Regions from separate parts of the Mus musculus genome. Here all the other regions are linked to region 1. The links are chromatin contacts, called in public ChIA-PET and HiChIP or PLAC-seq maps. All regions are on one chromosome and are shown on one strand. Each heading gives the region's core, a stretch centred on a gene start, on an enhancer-like site or on the middle of the called end of the contact. The rest is flanking DNA. Distances are from core to core; before and after follow the strand shown.

What was found. HiChIP or PLAC-seq counts read pairs in DNA pulled down with a chosen protein or histone mark. ChIA-PET counts read pairs in DNA pulled down with a chosen protein or histone mark.
Region 2: a contact with region 1 is called in an RNA polymerase II ChIA-PET map of memory CD8 T cells, with 33 read pairs. The contact joins two enhancer-like sites. A contact is called at or near these places in 1 of 15 datasets of contacts at CTCF or cohesin (CD8 T cells), 6 of 115 datasets of contacts at active chromatin or transcription factors (CD8 T cells, bone marrow-derived macrophages, effector CD8 T cells and 2 more) and 2 of 9 other capture datasets (adipose tissue and liver).
Region 3: a CTCF HiChIP or PLAC-seq map of CD8 T cells shows a contact between it and region 1, with 5 read pairs. The contact joins two enhancer-like sites. A contact is called at or near these places in 3 of 15 datasets of contacts at CTCF or cohesin (CD8 T cells, the NIH/3T3 cell line and large pre-B cells), 6 of 484 Hi-C or Micro-C datasets (B cells, conventional dendritic cells, macrophages and 2 more), 6 of 115 datasets of contacts at active chromatin or transcription factors (the 230-238 cell line, CD8 T cells, bone marrow-derived macrophages and 3 more) and 1 of 9 other capture datasets (embryonic tail).
Region 4: a contact with region 1 is called in a BATF HiChIP or PLAC-seq map of CD8 T cells, with 8 read pairs. The contact joins two enhancer-like sites. A contact is called at or near these places in 3 of 15 datasets of contacts at CTCF or cohesin (the NIH/3T3 cell line, large pre-B cells and pro-B cells), 5 of 484 Hi-C or Micro-C datasets (the G1E-ER4 cell line, bone marrow-derived macrophages, regulatory T cells and 1 more), 8 of 115 datasets of contacts at active chromatin or transcription factors (CD8 T cells, T-cell acute lymphoblastic leukemia, Th17 cells and 5 more) and 3 of 9 other capture datasets (adipose tissue, embryonic tail and liver).
Region 5: a contact with region 1 is called in an RNA polymerase II ChIA-PET map of memory CD8 T cells, with 54 read pairs. The contact joins the promoter of Rpa3 here to the enhancer-like site in region 1. A contact is called at or near these places in 4 of 484 Hi-C or Micro-C datasets (B cells, CD4 T cells, Th2 cells and 1 more), 18 of 115 datasets of contacts at active chromatin or transcription factors (the 230-238 cell line, the NIH/3T3 cell line, the SCID.adh cell line and 14 more) and 1 of 9 other capture datasets (liver).

The regions. Positions count from the first base shown.
Region 1 is chr6:8,483,962-8,487,685 of GRCm38.p6, forward strand. No RefSeq gene overlaps it. Among named protein-coding and RNA genes, the nearest start is that of Gm26075, 16 kb to the right of the region's middle. Within about 2 kb of position 1,725, at least 60 of the 459 cell types and tissues checked have an H3K27ac peak or open chromatin away from gene starts, as enhancers often do. A contact at or near this core is called in B cells, CD8 T cells, the SCID.adh cell line and 7 more, where this site is marked.
Region 2 is chr6:8,646,286-8,650,322 of GRCm38.p6, forward strand. The region is part of intron 12 of Ica1 (islet cell autoantigen 1); the gene reads right to left. Among named protein-coding and RNA genes, the nearest start is that of Gm35621, 25 kb to the left of the region's middle. Within about 2 kb of position 2,501, at least 68 of the 459 cell types and tissues checked have an H3K27ac peak or open chromatin away from gene starts, as enhancers often do. A contact at or near this core is called in CD8 T cells, memory CD8 T cells and regulatory T cells, where this site is marked.
Region 3 is chr6:8,688,754-8,692,769 of GRCm38.p6, forward strand. The region is part of intron 6 of Ica1 (islet cell autoantigen 1); the gene reads right to left. Among named protein-coding and RNA genes, the nearest start is that of Gm35621, 67 kb to the left of the region's middle. Within about 2 kb of position 2,693, at least 69 of the 459 cell types and tissues checked have an H3K27ac peak or open chromatin away from gene starts, as enhancers often do. A contact at or near this core is called in B cells and CD8 T cells, where this site is marked.
Region 4 is chr6:8,731,278-8,735,028 of GRCm38.p6, forward strand. All of the region lies in intron 6 of Ica1 (islet cell autoantigen 1), which reads right to left. Among named protein-coding and RNA genes, the nearest start is that of Ica1, 45 kb to the right of the region's middle. Within about 2 kb of position 1,399, at least 60 of the 459 cell types and tissues checked have an H3K27ac peak or open chromatin away from gene starts, as enhancers often do. A contact at or near this core is called in CD8 T cells, Th17 cells, memory CD8 T cells and 1 more, where this site is marked.
Region 5 is chr6:8,257,099-8,261,321 of GRCm38.p6, forward strand. Rpa3 (replication protein A3) reads right to left here and starts at 2,043. Exons shown (of 4, transcript NM_026632.4): 1 at 1,902-2,043; 2 at 589-663. The coding sequence starts at 2,000. It overlaps Umad1 (UMAP1-MVP12 associated (UMA) domain containing 1), which reads left to right and starts at 2,190. Exons shown (of 4, transcript NM_001302354.1): 1 at 2,190-2,395.

The DNA.
Region 1 (3,724 bases), core at 475-2,974:
TCATTACTTTTTCTCTACTGAATAAGAAGAAAAAGAAAAACACAGCAACTATCTTGGAGACGTAAAGACAAGCATTGTCAGAATTCCTAAGCTGGTGGTAGTCATTTATACATGTACTTAGAGTCCCAGCATTTGGAAGTCTGAAACAGTAGAATTACTACCTGCATTTCAGGGCAGTCTTTGCTACATAGTAAGTTTAAGGTCTGGGCTCTTAGAAAAAGACCCTGTCACAAAATAAAGAGAAAAGTAAAACAAAACAAACAAAACCCTATAAGAATAGTAAAAATATTGAAATATTGACAATTGTTGATAGGAACTGACAAAAACAAAATGAGAATCCCCAGGAAGAAAAAAAATGAATGTGACAAATTCTTTTTTTTTGTTTGTTTTTTGTTTTTTGTTTTTCGAGACAGGGTTTCTCTGTATAGCCCTGGCTGTCCTGGACCTCACTTTGTAGACCAGGCTGACCTCGAACTCAGAAATCCACCTGCCTCTGCCTCCCGAGTGCTGGGATTAAAGGCGTGCGCCACCACGCCCGGCTAATGTGACAAATTCTTATAAAATTTAGAGCCACCAGTCAGCCAATCCAGCTGACTAAGGAAATGAATTGGTAATGTGGGATGGAGGACACATAGAGGCAGCAAGCAGTGTTTCCTCTGTTGCTTTTTTTTTTTTTTTTTTTTTTAAGACCGGGTTCTTTACTGAACCTAGAAATTGCCACTTGGCCAGAATGCCTGGTCAGCAAGACCCCAGGGTCTGACTGCTTGCCTCCCACACGCCTATCCCCGAGTGTCAGCCAGGTGCTGCAGTGGAACGTTCACATGAAAGCCGGAGGTCTGAACCCAGATCCTCACGCCTCGCGCTAAGCACTTTATCCCTGAGTCATTGCTTCTGTCCTGGCAGTTACTGCCTTATGTAGTTAGAAGCCCAGAAGTGCTCTTTCTCAGGATTCCAAACAGTGGCCAGCAGCCACAGGTGCCCAAATGCTTTCTTACTACATCACTCAGAGAAGTAGAGTTCTTTCCTGAAAGTGATCGGAAAGTATTTCTTCTCAGCCTTATCTAATCAACCTAGTACCAACTTGGGTCAAATCTCCTGCCAGACTACTAATCAGCTAGCCTGTAGGAACATGTGCTGCTGAGCTGTCATCTCCAACTGCTAATTAACCTAGTGGGCCAGTGAGGTTCAGTCTTTGGGTCTGATTTCATAATTTCCTGATTCCCAGACCTACTCGCTCCGTTCTCCTTCTGTCTTAACCATGGGCTTTCTGGGTAATCTCGAATCAGCCACCTAACAATTTTTGCTCTGTCCTCTATGGAAATAGGTCTTTGTGTAGACTCCCCCTTTTTACCAACCATTATTTTGAAGTAAAAATAGATAAACTCTCCCTGGTTCTACAAATCTGTGCTAGCATGCTGCGTAATGAGGGACTGTTGTGTCTTAAGCCTCCTTTTGAAGACAGAAACAGATCTTTCAGGTGAGCGAGAGAGGAGCAGGTGATCAGCTGAAGTCACGCAACAGTGTTCCAGGAACTCTAGCAAGGCGGTGCTCAGCTTGTACTTAAACTGGTCCTAACCAGACTAGAGAAGCCAGCAAAAAGGCAGGAAATGGCTTCTGTTGATTTCAGCAGCAGCTTAACTCAATGTGCCAGGCAGCTGTGTCTCTCATTGGCCACAGCTGCTGCGAGCAGCAGGATGAGGGTTGACCTATATCTGTCCTCTGTAGGTCAACCCCCGAATTTGTTTGTAGAAGCTTCAGTCTTCTAGAACGCCAAGTTTCGCTTAGTACCTACCACAGTACCCTGATTTTATCAGGAAGTGAGATAGCCCACACCTGTGAAGAGCTGACATCTGCGGGCTTCCCCAGCTCTAACTTCTCTTGCTTTGTCTCTCACTGCCCCTCCCTCCTGTTAGCCTCTTGCTCCTTGTTTTTTGTTCGCCACCCTGCTTCCATCATCCTCTGGGTGAGAGGGGCCGCGATGGTCACAGCTGTGTGCCTTCTTGCAATCACGATGATGCTAGTGCTTGTCTTTACGGTTCCAAGTTCCATCTTTCAGTTGCAGCCATCATCCCACGTGTGTGCCTGTGCCACCACAGGTTTTAGGATGTGTCAGTTGCTCTTTTCAGCTGCAGCTGTAAACAGAATTGTCTGTTGGATACATGCCTTCAACACCTTAGTGCCCGAGTTTCTACACGGTAATAGCTTCTTCACTGTTTTTCATGGCTAAGAAATTTGGAAAAGATAGACTGTAAGTCTTTCTCCTAGATTAGAAAGCCATCTATTTGATTGTTTTTATTTTCAAAGCCAACATCCAAATGTGATAACGCCTCTTGTCCTTTGCCTTAGAGTGGGGTCAATAGGAGCATGCTGTCCCAGGTCTCAGTTGGTAGACATGTTTCTTTATGCTTATGGCACAATGTGAAAGGAATCCTAGTCAGTCGCATGAAAGCATCGGGACTCTGTAGGCCTCTCCCTCTTTGTAGCACAGGTATTGTTTCCTGTGATGATTTCTTCACTGGCTCTTTATAATAAATAACAAAGACGCAGCTCGGGTGGTGGGAACTCGGGGCCCTGTGTACACTAGGTCCGGCACAGAAATTTGAGATAGGAAAGGCCTATTAAACCATCTCAGTGGTTCTCTGAGGGCACATGGTGGTTTTGCCCTCCCCAGAACGCCTGGCTACTTTTTAGTGCATTTTCCAATTGCAAATAGTACAAGAGAAAGGGATTCTGGCTCCCCAGGGGACAAGCGCTGCACAGTCAATAATAGACCCTCCATTACAGCGTGTGACCTGCTCTGCCACCTTAATCGTCTCCATGTTGAGTTTCATTTCCATCACTCCTTCTCTGTCCCCTCGGACCACACTAAATAACTTCCCTCCATCCACGCTGTTTATGCCCTTCAAGTACTCTTGGCCGTGGCCTACGAGCCAGTCCTGGATGGTTAGCCCCTGGTGGACATGCTGAGAGACTCTCTTCTTTCATCTGCCTCTGGAAGGCAGTCCCTTCGGCCTTATAAATCGTGCTCGTTGCTTTTCAGTGAATGCCCACCAGTTTCTCAATATTTGGTCTCATTTCTTTTTCACTCCAACCGCTCGTGAAAATCCCTTTGCTGTTTCTGTTGACAGAAGTAGTAGAATCCCAGCTTTCTGAAAGCAGGCCAGAGCTTTTGAGCCCCGGAGAGTATCATAGCTCAGGGCCTTTGAGTCCCTTACTTGCTGAGCTAATGGGAGTTTGGTGTGTGCTTAGAGACAGGAGCGCTTGATGCGTGTCTCGTCAGGCCAGCCCTTGTTTTGGTGGCACATTGATAACTCTCGTTAGTTGTTTAAATCATAGTTCGCTGCCCACATAAATGTCTGGTTGAAAAAAAAAAAAAGCCTCCCTGGACGCCCTCAGAAAACTGCCAACATCTTTTCTCTTATTAATCCTGTTTACGGAGGCTCGATTGGCAGGCATCAGCTTTATCTGGTACCTCCTCCGCTAACGGGGAGCAGTTCCTTCCCAGTGAGGCAGAACAAGCCCTTTACCTTGAAAGAGCAGGAGTGGTACAAGCACACGCAGGAGGCAAGCAGAGTTGTTTGGGAACACCAGTGTGTTAATGGTATGCAGCCTGTTTCCTCTGCAGCCCTCTCTTCCACATCTAAAGCGCTGGACTTAATGCGGCCTGCTTTAATATGCTCAGTGTTGATGTTTGAACAATAACGATAACACCAGCGTGGGCTTA
Region 2 (4,037 bases), core at 1,251-3,750, 160 kb after region 1:
TGCGGTGACTGGGTTGGCTATCCAGCAAAGATCACCACGAACAGCTGAACAATGGGTCACAAATGAGGAGTCCTCTACATATAAGCAGACGATAAAACTTTCTTGTTTAGTGTCTAGGCTTCATGCTACAGTATTGAGACACTAGTGGCTTCCGCTAACTTAGCATCTCTTTGAGTTCCTGCAGTTTCTTTTTCTCTTAAGAAGCACTTTCTCTCTGTGATCCTGGTGGCATACCTGTAGGAGACCTCATCACCCTTCACTCTGCATGTGGTTGGGCTGGTTCAAATTCTGTCTCTGTCTGCCTCTCTGCCTCTCTGCCTCTCTGCCTCTCTGCCTCTCTGCCTCTCTGCCTCTCTGCCTCTCTGCCTCTCTGCCTCTCTGCCTCTCTGCCTCTCTGCCTCTCTGCCTCTCTGCCTCTGCCTCTGCCTCTGCCTCTGCCTCTGCCTCTCTCTCACCACAGTAACAGACTGAGGGGAGGTCACATGCTGAAGGCTTTCCTGTACTTGCTATATGGAAACTGGATGGAAAAAGACCCATCCTTTCTTTGGGAGTTTCGGATCCAAAGCTATAAATCTGAGGCTGTTAGTGAAAATAAAGTCAACACACAAAGGAAAACAAGCAGAATAGCTGGGAAGGGAATGCAGACGGCACTCCGAGACAGCTCCCGAATGAGTCTTGCTTGAGCCAATGCCCTCAACGTCCTCAGTTACATGGATGGGTGCATTTTAAGCAAAAGTCTCAACCTAACCTGTTCCAACATGAACTCTATCCTTATGAGCAAAGAATTCTAACACTAGACCCTATCAAACGCAAGCACTGTAGTCACAAAAGTGAGAGAACACTCTCTGGAGTCCGTTATAAACTCAGATCTTGCTTCTGCTGAGGTGTGCCATTAAGTGTGGCCTACTATTTAGCATTCTGCTTATTTATTCACTTTTAAATGTATTATTACAAAGTTGCAAATTAAAAAAATAATCACCACCCCTGGCTCTTTAATAGTTAAGGCAGGCTGCAGGATGACCTGTGCTCTGGAAAGGGAACTTATTTAGGTAGCTGAAAGCAAGGAAACTGGTACTGACTTGAACCATAAAACATAGAAACCTCCCAATTATTACACCAATAATTAAGATGCCTGAAATTACTATGCATAACTTGTGAGAGCAACTTAATTACAAGTCGAAATGGCCAGGTTCAGGTCTGTAACCAGACAAGTCACGACTTGTGAAGTAGCGCCTGTCAGTGGGCTCTGGAGGGTGAGTGAGCTCTTGTTATCGGCTTTGAGACAAAGTGAGACAAAGAAAACCTGAAGAGATGAGATAATGTCCTCCTTTGGGAGAAGCCTTGTTGGAGCCTCCACCCACGCAGACAAATAAAGGCTGCTACTGAGTGGGGGAGTCACAACTTTCTTTGGCTTAGAGTCTCCAAATACCTGCCTTCAATCCAAGTTCTCCATCTCCTGACCACAAATTCTTATCTTATCCTTTGTGGTGCTGCACACTGGTGAGGCAGCCGAAGCTCCAGGAGGTGACCTCCTACCCTGCACCTCTGCTGAGGCCAACTGTGAGATCACTGCTTATTCCAAACCTCACAAATGCTTCTTCAGACAGCTAAGCATCACTGTATACAGTAGCAGCTTTACAGGGTAAATGGTGTGGCCAATGGCGGCACACAGGAGCTCCTCACGCTGAGCCAGAGCTGAAGTGGGGGAGGCCACCTAGCAACACTGCCTCCCGAGAAGCCCAGAGCTTAGCCAAGGTGCCATGTTTGATGCTGCTGTCCTGTCTGGGGACTTTTTTTTTCTTCAATGGAAAAGAACAAAAACAAAACCACACATATTTTTAAATCAAGAAGATCTTACAAACTATTTCCTGGAACTTATTTTACAGAGGAGGAAAAATAGACCCAAGTTAGATTACCTGTCCAAGGTCATGTGACTTCTTAGTTACAGAGAGTCTGGCTTGGGAGCTTTCACTCCTAAGTCCACGCTTCCTTGATGTGTAACCTGGCCTTTCCTTCAGAACCAGGAGAGGTATTTTTATGTATGCTGCTAGAGTACGGACTGTGACCTTACACACAAACTCCAGAAGACGCTTTGTCATAGGGTGAGGCTTTCTAAGGCCAGAGGGCTCCTCGAAGTACCATGCAGAGACAGGCAGAGTGTCCAAGACGGCAGAAACACTCCATAGGCCTGCCTTGCTCAACACCCAGAACCAAGAGGCCTGGGCCCTAGGAAAACATTCCCTAGAAGAACTGGTCCTGAACCGGTGAGTTCTAGCTTGTAAAAGCTCCAGTGTAGAGGAAACTCAAGCTCAGGCAGAGCGTGGAAAACGGGTGACAGCCCATTCAGATAGTACTCTTGAAATCATATTGAGTTTCATGACCTCAGCATAAATTAGAAGCACAGAAGATGGAAACTGCTACTTAGACAGAAAATGAGAGCACAGGGCAGCGAGCAGATAAATGTCACATGATTTACCTTCGTTTGTGTGAAACAGGAAGGCTCACTTCTCTGGGTTTCTCCCCACTCCCCACACCCCACATAATGACTAATCTTAAAGGCCACAGGCCTGCAGGGCAGATGAAACCCCAAACACCAGCACTATCCTCTTAGCACCCCAAAGACAGCGGGGGAGATGCTAGGAAACCACCTGACAAAAAAATGTCAAGCAGAGAGACACTTGTCAGGTCTGTTACCAAAGTGTTCTTGTTTGGAATTCGAGAAGGCTGCTTTGAGAAACCCCCCTCAGGCTTAAAAATAATAATAAATAAGAATTCTGACTGGCAGGGGCCCGAGTGGGCATGGGGGTGGCATAAGGATCTGTATGTGCTCTCTGGAAAAAAAACAAAACAAAACAAAAGAATGATCTAAGAATGTGAGACCCAAGTAGGCACACACAAAAACACCTGATTGCTAAAACCCTACTCCAATCTCTCTTGATATAAACCATGAATCTTGGGGCTAGAACAGATCTTTAAGAATCTATAGGAACAATCTCATACAGAGCATTCTACTACATGATTAAGAACATTCGTTTTATTATTTACTTGGTCTCTTTAAGCAAAGTTTCATGTGGTCTGAGCTGGCTCAAACTTGTTGTGCTGGCTCTAATCCTCTACCCCCCAAGGTGGGATTACAGGTGTTTGCTGACACACTTCAGTGTTACTGTTGGGCTGGGGAGGGGACGGATGACTCAGTGGTAGAGCTCTGGTTTAACATGTGTAAAGAAAAGGGTGTCATTTCATAGGGTAACCCAGGTCACCAGTATATCCCAGCACACTGAAGGAAGAGTTTACATGAGCAGATAAGGAATTTAATACTTGGTCACTGTATGTCCTGAGGCAAAGCAAACAGATCTCTCATTTGACTCTAAGGGTGACTGCAGGTGACCATTAAATGACTCAGGAGAAACTAGGTGCCATATGATAGCACATGATTGCTTTGGGCTAAAGGTTCTCTCCTAGAGCTCTGCTGGCTGCTGGCTGAACCGACATCAGTACACTTGGCCACAACATAGAAAGGCGAGCAGTAGCAGAAGAAGACAAACATGCTTGTGAAATATGGATAATAAATAGTTTTGTTTTGCTTCTTAATTAGCCAAGATCTTGTGGTTTTTCATAAAGGTTTGTTGATAAGATGTAGGTTAAATTTAACTTATAAAAATTTCACTTGTTTTATACCACATTTTTTGTCTGTGTTATGCTATTTTGGCAGGGGTTGGGGGTGTCCAGCTTGAAGAGCAAAATGATTGATATATGTTATAATTAGTGAATGAAGGCTGCATGTCACAGGTGGTCATACAGTGACTTCAGAGACACTTTCAAGAATCTCCAAATGCCACTAACTTGTTATTAAAATATTTTTAAACGGTGTGGCCAAATATTGGTTATCCATCACTTATCATTGAGTAGAAGAATGCAGAGCTACAGTTACAGCTCGTAAGTCCTATTAAATCGGCCGTTCTTGGATTAAGTGCCTTTTATTTCTTCTTTCTAGTGTTTTGCAAATTGTGATCAGCATTTTACTTCAGACCTTAGCC
Region 3 (4,016 bases), core at 1,443-3,942, 210 kb after region 1:
TGGAAGTGGGTTAGAGTTCCATGAGTAAACCATAAAAAACTGGACAACTATCCAAAGATTTATTCTGTTTACCCTTGTGTGAGCAACAATAACAATATTATCAACAATGACAATAATAACAATGTTATCAGTAGTATTGGGTGATTAATGAAATATCAAAAGCCACTGATGTATTCAAGACTTTTCCTCACTCATTTTAATGCTACTGAAAGCTAGAAATGATGTACAATATTGGGGGGAAATGTATTGGGATGGAACCAAAAACAATGAAATGTTAGAAAGCTTGTCAGAGTTTTCTTCAGTCACAATCTTACAACTGAGAAGTCCTAGATGTGTCCAGAGTGAACTTCTGATGCTCAGTATGTAATTCTGGCTCCACAAACTAGCTTCCAAAGGTTACACATATATTCCGTGGAGAGCTGGGGTGCCTTTCCTACACTCGACAGAGACAAGATCTTTTAATATTTAGGTCTCAGTTATACATGTAAAATGGTGGTGAAATGAAAATGTTGCTTAAGGAAACACCAAAGACTCCACTGGACACAGGGTTCTTCGCCGAGAGCTTCTAAATAATCCTGCTTTTAAAACTCAATTTATCCTACTGTTTCTTTCAAATTTTCAGCTAATTTTAAACTGATCTTACTGAAGTGTAACTTCTAAGCAAGAACTCACTATGATGTTTACAGTTCCATGAACTTTTAGGTACACACATGTGTGAACACACACACACCCTACCACTCGGAAACGTGTAGAATATTTGCACTACCCCAGAGGAACCTTTTATGCTACACTCTGTGAATTGTGCCTTGAAACTATAACAAGTAATCTGCTCTGCAGACTGTATGAGAAGGAGACGGCGTCTTCAGACTTACATTGATACAGTTTTAAATATCCAATTAGTAGTTATTAACCGATGTGGCAATGTGTTGGGGCAGAAAGGGCATTTGAGGCCTAAAAGATCTGGGTTCTATGCTTAAATGAGAGGCTCCCAAGCTTTCCAGCCTTTGGTAAATTAACTTTTCTGAATTTCCACCATCCACATAAGATAAATAAGAGACAAGCCTATTTGAGAAGCTTCCTCACAAAGGTGTATTTGGTGCTATTGTGTGGGTTTATTCCCAAGGGCTTGCACTTACTACCATAAGAGGCAGCCACACCTATCTGTGCAGGTAGCTACAAAGGTCAAAAGCATCTACAAGCTATGCATAAGACATGGATCCTTGCTTCCATGGAAATTTCAAACTGATGAGGGCATTAGAGACATGGGTATAAACAACACAAAGATGAACTGAAAAAGCAGCCTCAGAAGGTGATGACTCAGAGATTTACAAAACTGTATTTTTCATTATCTGCTATAGTATCACCAACAAAGTTTTTCGTATTTATTAAGATGTCCTCCTTACAAATAAAATAAGAAGAGCTAGTTAATTTTCTAGCATTCTCTGCATTCAGAAATCTATAGGCTTTTAATCGCTACGACCAAGGTCAGAACCACTATACATTCTGTTGGTACAAGCAGGACCTAAATTGCAAGGCGCTCAGGTGCACTTTGAATGTTTTCTTTCCTAGAAAAATGCACGCCTCATCCTATTTCTGTAGAGCAACGTTGGCCTTTAGGTTACAGACGTATATATTTCCAGGCTCCAGGAGGACCAGGGAGAAGGCAAACATACTGCTGTCTGCTCCAGCTGAACCCTCTATCATAAGACAGTGTACTCAACAGAGAAAGGGCTCTACTATTGATTTCAAAATAACAGCTGAATTCATGCAACTAGTTGTTTTGTTAAGAACTACAACAGAAACGTGTGGAAGTCGGGGGTTACTTTAACCATACTCCTCAGGGAAATCTCTTACAGTTTAAAGTCACAAGATAGCGTTCTCACTTCCCAGGCCACTTATAAATAACCCCCCCTTGAATACATTGAGTGCTGCAAGAATAATTCACACTTGAAATAGGATCTAATGACCTAGTGTGGATTAAAACCTTGTGTGCTTAGGACTTCAGGCACATTGAAGGGAGATGAAAGAAATCTGTGAGCTTACTTTAACATTATTTTGGACTAAATACTAAATATTTTTAAGATACAAAAAAGGAAACAAACCAGAAAAAGGATATTTTAAAAGTTCTGTTTTAGTTTTTTTTTTAAAAAATTGGAGACTTGAACAGATGGGCTGGAGAGATGGGCTCAGCAGTTAAGTGTGCTTACTACTCTTACAGTGGATCTGAGTTCACCAGGCACCAACATCAGGTGGCTCACAGTTGCCAGTAACTGACACCAGGGAATTCAACATCCTCTTCTGGCCTGTGAGGGGCCTGTGCTCTTGTGTACGAACCCACACTCACCATACATTTAATTAAAGCACAGAACAAACTAAAATAGAACATTAAAGCAAATGGTCTGACTAAAGTTATCCATCTCTCATCTCTCTATCTATCCACCCACCCATTCACCCACTCAGTGAGGTATTATTTCCAGTTCTAATCATCAAATACTTGTATTGATGGTCATGTAAGCTAGACCATTTTGCAACAATAATGATACATTTCATTGCACCTACTTTTTTTTTTTTTTATCTCTACCAGCAATGTGTCTCCTACATACTTCTCTTCTTCAGTCTTAAAGCACCATACATGGGGCTACCAAAGCTATCTTCCTCCAAACCACTCCCCTGTGGCCACTTCCTTGTTCAGGAACTTTCATAATGACATAATATCAACAGGCACTGAGGCACAGAGGCAGAACTCATAGCTGCTCCACTGTGCTATGTCACCTCCAAATGACAGACAGACCCGTGAGAATCATCCATAGGTGTATTATTTTTAATAATGAGTGAAGGGTGTGTATAGGAAACTGGCATTTTTCATAGAATAGAGAGAGATTAATATGGACAATATGTTCCTAGAGGTATTTGGGGACACAGAAATTTGCTGTTATTGTCTGAGATAGGGTTTCACTCTGGAGCCTAGGCTGGCCTGAAATTGTAGCCCCAAGTGTTAGCACTCTGTCTAAGCTCCACCCCACAGTTACCTGGCAACAGCCAGGTAGGCCTGACCCACTATAAAAGGGGCTGCTTCCCTTCTTGCTCCCTGTCCTCTCACCCTTAAGCCACCCTTCCCCATTCCCTTCCCCCTCTCTCCAAGTGCTCATGGCCGACCTCTCCCTCCCCTCCCCTCCCTCTCCTCTCCTCCTCCTCTCCTCCCCCCCTCCTCTCCTCTCCCCTCCCCTCTCTCCTCTCCCTCCCTCTCTCCTCCTTCCTCTCCCTCTCCCCTCCTCTCCCCTCCCCTCCTCTCCCTCTCCTCTCCCTCTCCTCTCCTCTCCCCTCCCCTCCCCCCCCCTCCTCCTCCTCCTCCTCCTCCTCCTCCTCCTCCTCCTTCTTCTTCTTCTTCTTTTCTCTCTCTCTCTCTCTCTCTCTCTCTCTCTCTCTCTCTCTCTCTCTCTCTCTCTCTCTCCCCCCCCTCTGTCTCTACTACCCTTTTAACTTACCTCCCCTTGCTGTGAATAAACTCTATTCTATACTACATCTTCCTTGGCTGGTCCCTCAGGGGGAAGGGATGCCTTGGCATGGGCCCACTGAGACATCCCTGTTGCAGGATGTTCCCTGTCCAATCACATTAGGGCAGTGGGAGGCTTGTGATTGGACAGGAGAAAGGAGGCAGAGCAGAGAGAGAGGGGGGGGGGAGAGAGAGAGAGAGAGAGAGAGAGAGAGAGAGAGAGAGGGAGGTCGTGGAGAGGGAGAACCAGAATGGCGGCTGACGTGTTATCAAAAGGTTAGAAAAATTGAATTAAAGCTTTATCATTATCATTTGGCTCTGAAATTATTATATTGGCATCTTGTAAATTGTGTTATTATTGATACATAAATCTGATTGGCTAATTAAGCATTAAGAGTAATGATTCTACTGGGTAATTAGGTGTTGAGAGGAACTCAGGGGGGCGGTGGGGGGAGGGGAGACAAGAGATGGCCTGGTGGAAGCTATGTGGCCTCAAAGGGCTGAGTTAGTGGGCCAAGAGACC
Region 4 (3,751 bases), core at 149-2,648, 250 kb after region 1:
AGTTCCCTTCCAAGTTGTACCATGTGAAAATTTAGGCTTTTCCTGTGGCATTTTGGCAGCAAGATTCACTGTGCTTGGGGGGACCCACAAATAACAACTGCTCCAGTCAGACATCTAAAGCAAACAAACACGGGCACATACCAAAACGAACCAACAAACACTACAAACTATGAAACAGATACATTTTAAAAGAGCATTAACTTTATAAAAAGAATTTTCACCTCACTTCATAAAAGGGCTCAACCCATATGTAGAATTGTACAATGAGCAGAGGCAGAAGAGACAATGGAGTCAGGCGCGCGCCCCCCCCCCTTTTTTTTTTTAAACAGGAACAAAGAAAAGCCCAGGAAGGTTAAAGTTCTGCTTACTTAACATCTGCCCACTGTACAGACCAAACAAAAGATTACCTATTCAGTCAACCCTGGCTGCTGGTGGGGCTCAGACCTACTCAGGCTTTGAATGGAAGTACAAACTGGTTTTATCCACAGAGTGGAGATGCAAGGCATACCCTGAAGGCCTCTATCACAGGGCCAGGAGAAAGGGGAGTGGAGCAAGCCTGTAATACTTAGAGGCTCGACTCCCCGGGGACCTGCCCTCAATTGCTGAAAGAGCCTGACCTCTGACAAGAACCAACGATTTCAGCAGTAATTAATAAAACTGTCAAATTAATTAACCCAAGTCTTTGTTCACAGGGGAAAAAAAAATGAAACATCTATTACCAATACTGCTGTTTATCAGTTGTAGAACAAACTCTTTGACTCAGACTGTCACCACTGGGACACAGGGTCACTACAGACTGGTGTCTCTAAGGAAGGTCCTACCTAGTAGACTGCCCATGCTTGTTAATAAGCCTTAGTGTACCGTGTCCTTTGATGACATGACCAGTGGATTAACAGGGCTCTACAACCTAATGGTATTTCTAACGGAGACAGACAGGCCTAAGAATCCCACCCTGTATCACTCACAGTTCCCAGAATGCCTTTCAGAGATCCCTTTGAATTACTGTAATGAAACACTGAGCTAATGCTGCAGGATTTAATTAAACTATTTAGTAAATGGCTCAGGTTAAGGCAGTGGTTCCTGCACCCTTGACTATAAAGGCTGAGTCCTACAAATGCCCACATATACATTTCCATGCTATCTCTTTAGAGGCTTCAGAACTATTTTCTTACACCTAGGCTAGCTTTTATTCCATTTAGAATAATTACCTCCCATCCCATTTCTGACGTTCAAGAAAAACAAGACACTTAATTGACCACAGAGGCTCTCAAGGGCACAGACTTCAGAGGCTCTGCTGGGCTCTCAGCTTCAGCTGATGTAATCTGCTATGAGAAGCTGGGTTCTATTTTTAAATCCTACCCTCTTACTCTACCTTCAAAGGGCACATATATCACACACTAACCTCACTCATAAAATACCGCGTGGTACTAGGGTGAACCATGATGTGAGGAGGAGCCTCCTACAGTACAGGGACAAGCAGCCCCACCTACATAAATCCACCCTTGGGTTCCTACGAGGTAGCCTGGAGAGCTGCTCCATGTGGCCCTGACTCTCCATATATCTCTTTTCTCCGAGTCATTTTGACAAGGAGCAGATGACTAGCAGGGCTCTTGCAGAGGGCTAGGAGCAAGCTTTGGTCTCTGTGTCCTCAGTTCTCTGACAGGAACACTTAGTCACAACTCCTAATGTTGATGTGCGGAGCCATCTCTAGCCCCTGGGCTTCAGAGAGTGCCAGATCATTTGCTTTGTTTTATGTGAAACTTTCACTCACCAGCTCTGTCTTGCGCACTCGTGACTGTGCTGTATAAAAGGTTTCAAGACATTTGAGAAATGCTAGGGGGGGAAATTAACCCAATGTTGGAGGTGAAAATTCCCTTCCAATTTGACTTTCATTTATGTTTATTCTGGCTTTGTAATCAAAGTGACGCTTTACTGAGTCTACCAGAGGTCAGACTGTGTTTCTCTCTGGTCTTCATCCTGCCAGGACCCAGGTGTGCCATATTTTATTTGGTTTCTACTCTTCTGCTCCCTGTTCTAACATGACATCTGACTGAGTTGTGAACACAAATTTTGTAACACCCATCCCTTTCTCAACACTTTTTCCACTCCCTCCTTACAGATTTGTGTGTGTGTGTGTGTGTGTGTGTGTGTGTGTGTGTGTGTGTGTGTATTTTGTACTTTCAAATGGAGTCAGACAGGTCTAAGAATCCCACCATATATCACTCACAGATCCTAGAAGGCCTAGAATATGTTTGCGTGTGCGCGCGTACACGCATTCGCGCATGTGCATGTGTGTCTGTGTATCTATATCTCTTTCTCTAGTCTTGCTTGTCTCTCAGGCCATGTTGCTTAGGCACCTATGTCTCTACATTTACATCACTTGATGCTGCTTCTAGGAGTTCTATTGCTTCTACCTCGGGCCTTTGCCCACATTGACTCCTCAGCTAACCACTGCTGTTTCCCACCCCTCTGTCCAGGTCCTTTCTATTTGTCTTGGTTTCTTTTCTGTTGACAAAAGCAACTGTATGGCGGATGGGTTTCTTTTAGCTTATTGTTCAAGGCACAGCCTATCATAAAAGCAAATCAAGGCGGCAGGAGCTTGAAGTAGCTGGTCATATTGCTCTCACAGGCAGAAGAAAATCGTCTGCTCTCTCAACTCTCCCTCTTTTCTTCATTCACTCCAGGACCCAAGCCATGAAATGGTTCAGTCTACAATTAAGATGGGTCTCCCCACATCAATGAATGTAATTAAGATAACACTATCTTGTCAGGCTCAGCCCAGAGACCAGCTCCTAGGTGATTCTAGACGTCAAGTTGACAAACAAGAACTACCATACTATTGTTCATTCTTTGTTATTGTTGGGGGGAGGGGTGCTGCCTCATCTGGGATGCCCTGTCTAGATTTTTTATTTGTAGTACTATTTCAACTCAGATGACCATTCAACACACTGCCTCCTGTTTACTTGTCTCATGCCCAAATGATCACACGAGACAGGAGCTACACTCCTCTGTGGTAGCTGGCATGTAACTGGGCTTCAATATCATTTGTTGACTATGCAAATGAATGAATGGACACATTCTGAAAATTCCAAATAGGGGGTCATAACCATGAAAGTAAAAATTAGAACTTTGTCTCCTCTAGAATACGTGAAGTCCTGGCTTTATCAGCTGCACTGGGGAGGAGGAGGTAAAGCTGAGGAGACAATGCCTTACAGACACACCTTGAGTCTTTGAGGCCAGTGACTTAGGTAACACACTCCTGGGAGATAAACAGAGACTCTATTTAAGATGGGATCTCACCTGCACAGGACTCTAAAGCTAACGTAGAGTTAATTTGCAAATACACTGTAGCAGAACCGAAAACTTGCATTTTAGAGCATTCCAGAGACAGCAGCAAACCACACAGTCCTGCTTTTTGTTTTTACCTGAGCAATCACATATGCTGATTTCCAAGGCACCAGGAGGTCACCTACATGCAATGGGGATGGTAAGTGATCTAAGGAGAGGTCCTCTGGCCCCTTAGACTCTGCCTGGAAGACTTGCCATGTAAGTGCCAACTTGGGGCTGGGCACAGGACTGACTCTGGGGTTAGGCTCTGGAGAGAACCAATGCAGTCTCCTGTTCTCCTCGAGTCAAGAATAACCAAAAATTACGCTTGAAGATCACTCTTCTCTCAAAAATATTCTATCCCCAAGTCCAAGTTCACCACATCCAGCTATTAAATTGAATCCAGCACACACAGGATTAGGGG
Region 5 (4,223 bases), core at 793-3,292, 230 kb before region 1:
GACCTCCTTATTTGTTTAAAAACTCACCGAGAAGAACTGTGGATAAATCTTACATGTTCTATATCAAGTAACCAAATAGTATATGGATTTGTCGGCATAAAATATCAAAGATGTTTTAAGCACATTAAACATAAAACTTTAAAAAATTTAGAAATATAAAAATATGCATGAATATATATATATATATATATATATATATATATATATATATGAAAATTAAACATAGAAAATAAAACTGACTAGCAATGCCACTTAGTATGAAGCAGGAGGAACACACCTGGGGCCAGCTCTTGAAGGCCAGGCTTGTGATTATGGAAGAAGCAGTTTAAAAAATTTTTCACATGTATTTTTTGGATTTTTTTTTTAAGGAATAAAAATTGTTATCCAACCAATACTTAAGGGACACTTTCAGAAATGTTGGAGCCCTAAGAATCACTAAAGTTTAGAAATGGAAATAAGACAAAATATGAGAGCATGAATTTGATTTTTAAAGTTATACAAGTGTAATCTTCACATTTCCACCCCCAAATCAGAAATAATAAGAAACCCCAAAAAATTAAATATGAGAGCATATCACTTAAAACATACTGGCTCCATCAATTCAATGGTTCCATTTTTTCCTTCTCCATCTGAAAGAATAAACATTTTTCCAGTGGGATGAATCTAAAAAAGGAAATCAAGACAAAAAGCCATAGATTTAGAAAACAGAATCTACAGAAATGAATATTTAAAAGATTCCCTGAAGTTTCATTTGGTTGAATATAAAGTAATAGGGGTTTTGGACAGTTTATTTGGTTCAAGTTATAATCTTATTACCTGATCAGATGATTGTAAGCCCAGTTAATTTTGAATTTCTAATAAACAACAAATATTTGCTTAGTGTTTTGTGTGGTTTCTTTTATTTGCAAAAGACACTTGGTACACTAAAACTAAACGAGGCTTTCACTGTCTAATGAAATTCTGCCAACATTCTTGATTTAGTACATCTCACAGAATACCTTCTTTTTGAGGGGTTGTTTGTTTGTTTGTTTTCGAGACAGGGTTTCTCAGTATAGCCCTGGCTGTCCTGGAACTCACTCTGTAGACCAGGCTGGGCTCGAACTCAGAAATTCACCTGCCTCTGCCTCCCGAGTGCTGGGATTAAAGGCGTGCGCCACCACCGCCCGGCTCAGAATACTTTCTTTTAAAATTAAGAACGATGATCTAAAAGAACTGGTTGCCAGATCTGAGGAAGACTTCCCTTGAAACTGAGCTCTGCCACTCGATGTGAGGTTTGAGCAGCTCAGTCAGCCTACCTGTTTAGTTAGAAATTCTTTTCCCTTAGAAAATGTGTGAATGAAATGACCTAGCAGGTAAGTCCTTACAGAGGATTTTCTTTCCCTCGGCACTCTCAATTTCTGGGCCTTTGGGCTTAATTTTTACCTATAGGAAGGACGAGGCTGCAATCTAAGACTGGGCTAGATACAAGGTATCTATAGAATATGGGAGGGGCTATCAAGAAATGTTTCATAGGGAGACGACTGCAAAGTAGAAAAACTAGGCCCATAAATAGAGACGGCTGCAAAAGACAGGGAAGCAAGAAGCTAAGTCTGGCTAAAACAAAAACTCGAACAACAGACAGAGGAGCCAGGTTTGTAAATACCTTCCTGGTAAATAAAGAAAGGGGGCGCGGAGCGCTTGGATCTAAAAGGTCATTCCAAACAGTTTTGGGGACATAAAAGAAGCGGCACCAAAATGTTGCTGCAATGGCTTAGCAGTTTCCACAAGCTCTTCTTGTGAAAACTACAGCAAGCTGGAGGGCAATGCTGCTTAAAGGTGACCTGCTCCCAGCCTCAGCTCCCGACCCCGCAGTCCTTCCCGAGTGGCCGTGGTCCCGTCCTCTCGCCCGAACCCGCATGCACCTTTTCCAGCTTCCCCACGAAGCACACGGGCCGGTCGATATACTGTGGTAACATGCTGGCGTTGACGCGCGCTTTGGGGAGCTGCATTATGTCCTCCATGATTCTGCCGCCAACACTCGCAACCCGCAGGAAAGCAGAAAATGATTGACGCCCAGCGGGCGGCCGCGCCAACCCGGGCAGATTTCCCGAACACCAATCAGAGGAGACGTACGCTCCAGACCCACCAATCAAATCCACGGGAGCATCTGGTTCGCTCGCACCGGGCTGGCGGAGGGGCTCAAGGCTTCCGGAAGTACTGGTAGACTGCCTAGTGACGCGCGGCGTTCCGGAAGTCACTGGGGCCGAAACCCGGCGGGCAGTGGAGGCGGGACTTAGAGGGGCGGGGGCTGAGGCCTGGGACCCGGGATCTGGAGCGGCCGAACGTCGACTTGACCCCGGAAGTAAGCTGAAGGACCGTGGTGGGTGGCGAGCTGCGGGCTGCGGCGGAGTCTCAGGTAGCTTTCTTGCGGGAGGTGTCTGGATCTCCGCGCCTCTCTCCTCCCGAGGGCTGAACCGTCGGGGTGGTGGGCGGAGTCGGGCTCCTGGTCCCGGAATGCCGCGGTGCGGGCACTGACAGTTGCCAGCTTTTGCGCGGGTGGCGCGGGTGCGTGCCTAACCTGGGGTTTGGGGTTTTTATTTTTGAGCCAGTTCTACCTGTAGAGAACCATCGTCAGTCTTTACCCCTCCCTCAGGAGGTTGTTGCTAGGAGACGTTGTGTAACGGACCTGCCTGCTTTACCCACTGGCAGCAAGAGGTGCTGCCCCTCTCTTTACCTTGGACCTTTTGCTAGCCTTGGCGGTGTGGAGGTGTCCATTTCCTCACCTCCTGGGTGCTGGCGTGCATTGGGGCTCCGGTAGAGGAGGACCCCCGGGAAGGACTAGAGATGACAGGCTTCACCAGCTGTTGGACCCAAGCTAGTGCTCCTCCACTGGCGTCACATTTTCTCTTTCTGCAAATGAGGGGTTGACTGCTTTGTAAGGTGCTAGATAACTCTAATTTTGGGTTGTAATACTATATCTAGTTCCCCGAAGTACTCAGAGCTGGCTGTCTGAAAGACAGTTTATTCCAAGATTTGAAGAAAATTGTCGGATGTGTTTCTGGTTCAGAAAATGACTGGATGCTGGTGGCTGTTGATTTTAGTAATTTCACCAGCAAGGGATTGGTACTGAGAAATTTCAAAATGAACGCACATAAAAATACCTTCAAAAGAGGTTGCAGAAATTAAAACATAATTTTAATTGCGTCTCATAATTATGTGGAACAGTGTCTGGATTTTTCTAAAGCCAAAGACTTATTAACCTTCAAATTCAGGGCTAATAACTCAGTTCCAATAATTCAGTTCCAATGTAGCCTGCTGTTGCTGCCTTAAGTAATAAAATACAAAGATCTGGTTCCATCTATTTAAGAGTGAAATCCAATCTCCCCTATTTAAACGATTGTTAGCTCTCCTTAGTGTTCATGTGACATTTAATATGTGTGTCTTAATTCTGTTGTGATTAAAACAAGTTTAAAATTTTTTTCCTTAGTTGTGGGCTGCATTTCCTTTGGGTGCTGGCAAGTCGGTATTGAGGCATTCATGATATAGCACTGCGTTTTCTACCCTGGTGCATAGCACCCTTTTAGTTCAGTGAAAAGTAACCAGCAAGAAGTAAGTTCCCAGTTCAGGTCTAGTTTGCTTTATCTGTGTGCTGCAAGCAAATGGTACCCTGTCTCCAGACATAGGTTCTTACCATCTAGTTGTGGTGGACAGCTCGGAGCATTGTAGAAAATCGTGTTGTTTGTGTGCCTTTGGGTCATCCTTCTCAAGAACTCTAGGGAGGTATATCACAGCCTTTCAGCCCTGAGATTTTTGTTTAGTAGCTCATGCCTTTAGGGGAAGCATTCTTTTCCCATGCAGGGTATTCCCATTTAAATTTCCTTTTAAAACCAGTTAAACTTTTCAATTAGCTTACAAAGTAGTAGGTTTTCCTGAGACCTCTTTATACATCCTTAGTCTTGGTTAGCCCAACCTCGTGTTCCCATCTCCACTTAAGCCTTTCACCCCCCAGTATTCTCCTCCAATGAACTACTTTTATAGCTCACATGTTCTACTATCTCTTACACTCCTTGAAATTTCTCTGTAGCCATCTTTGGCCTTTTGTAGCTTCCTGACCTCTAAAGATACCACAAATGTAAGCACACAAATCTAAAACCTTAAAACTAGGATCCATATGTGAGAGAGGACACAATGTTTGTCTTCCTTGGCCTGGGTTACCTCATTCACTATAATAATATTTTCCAGCC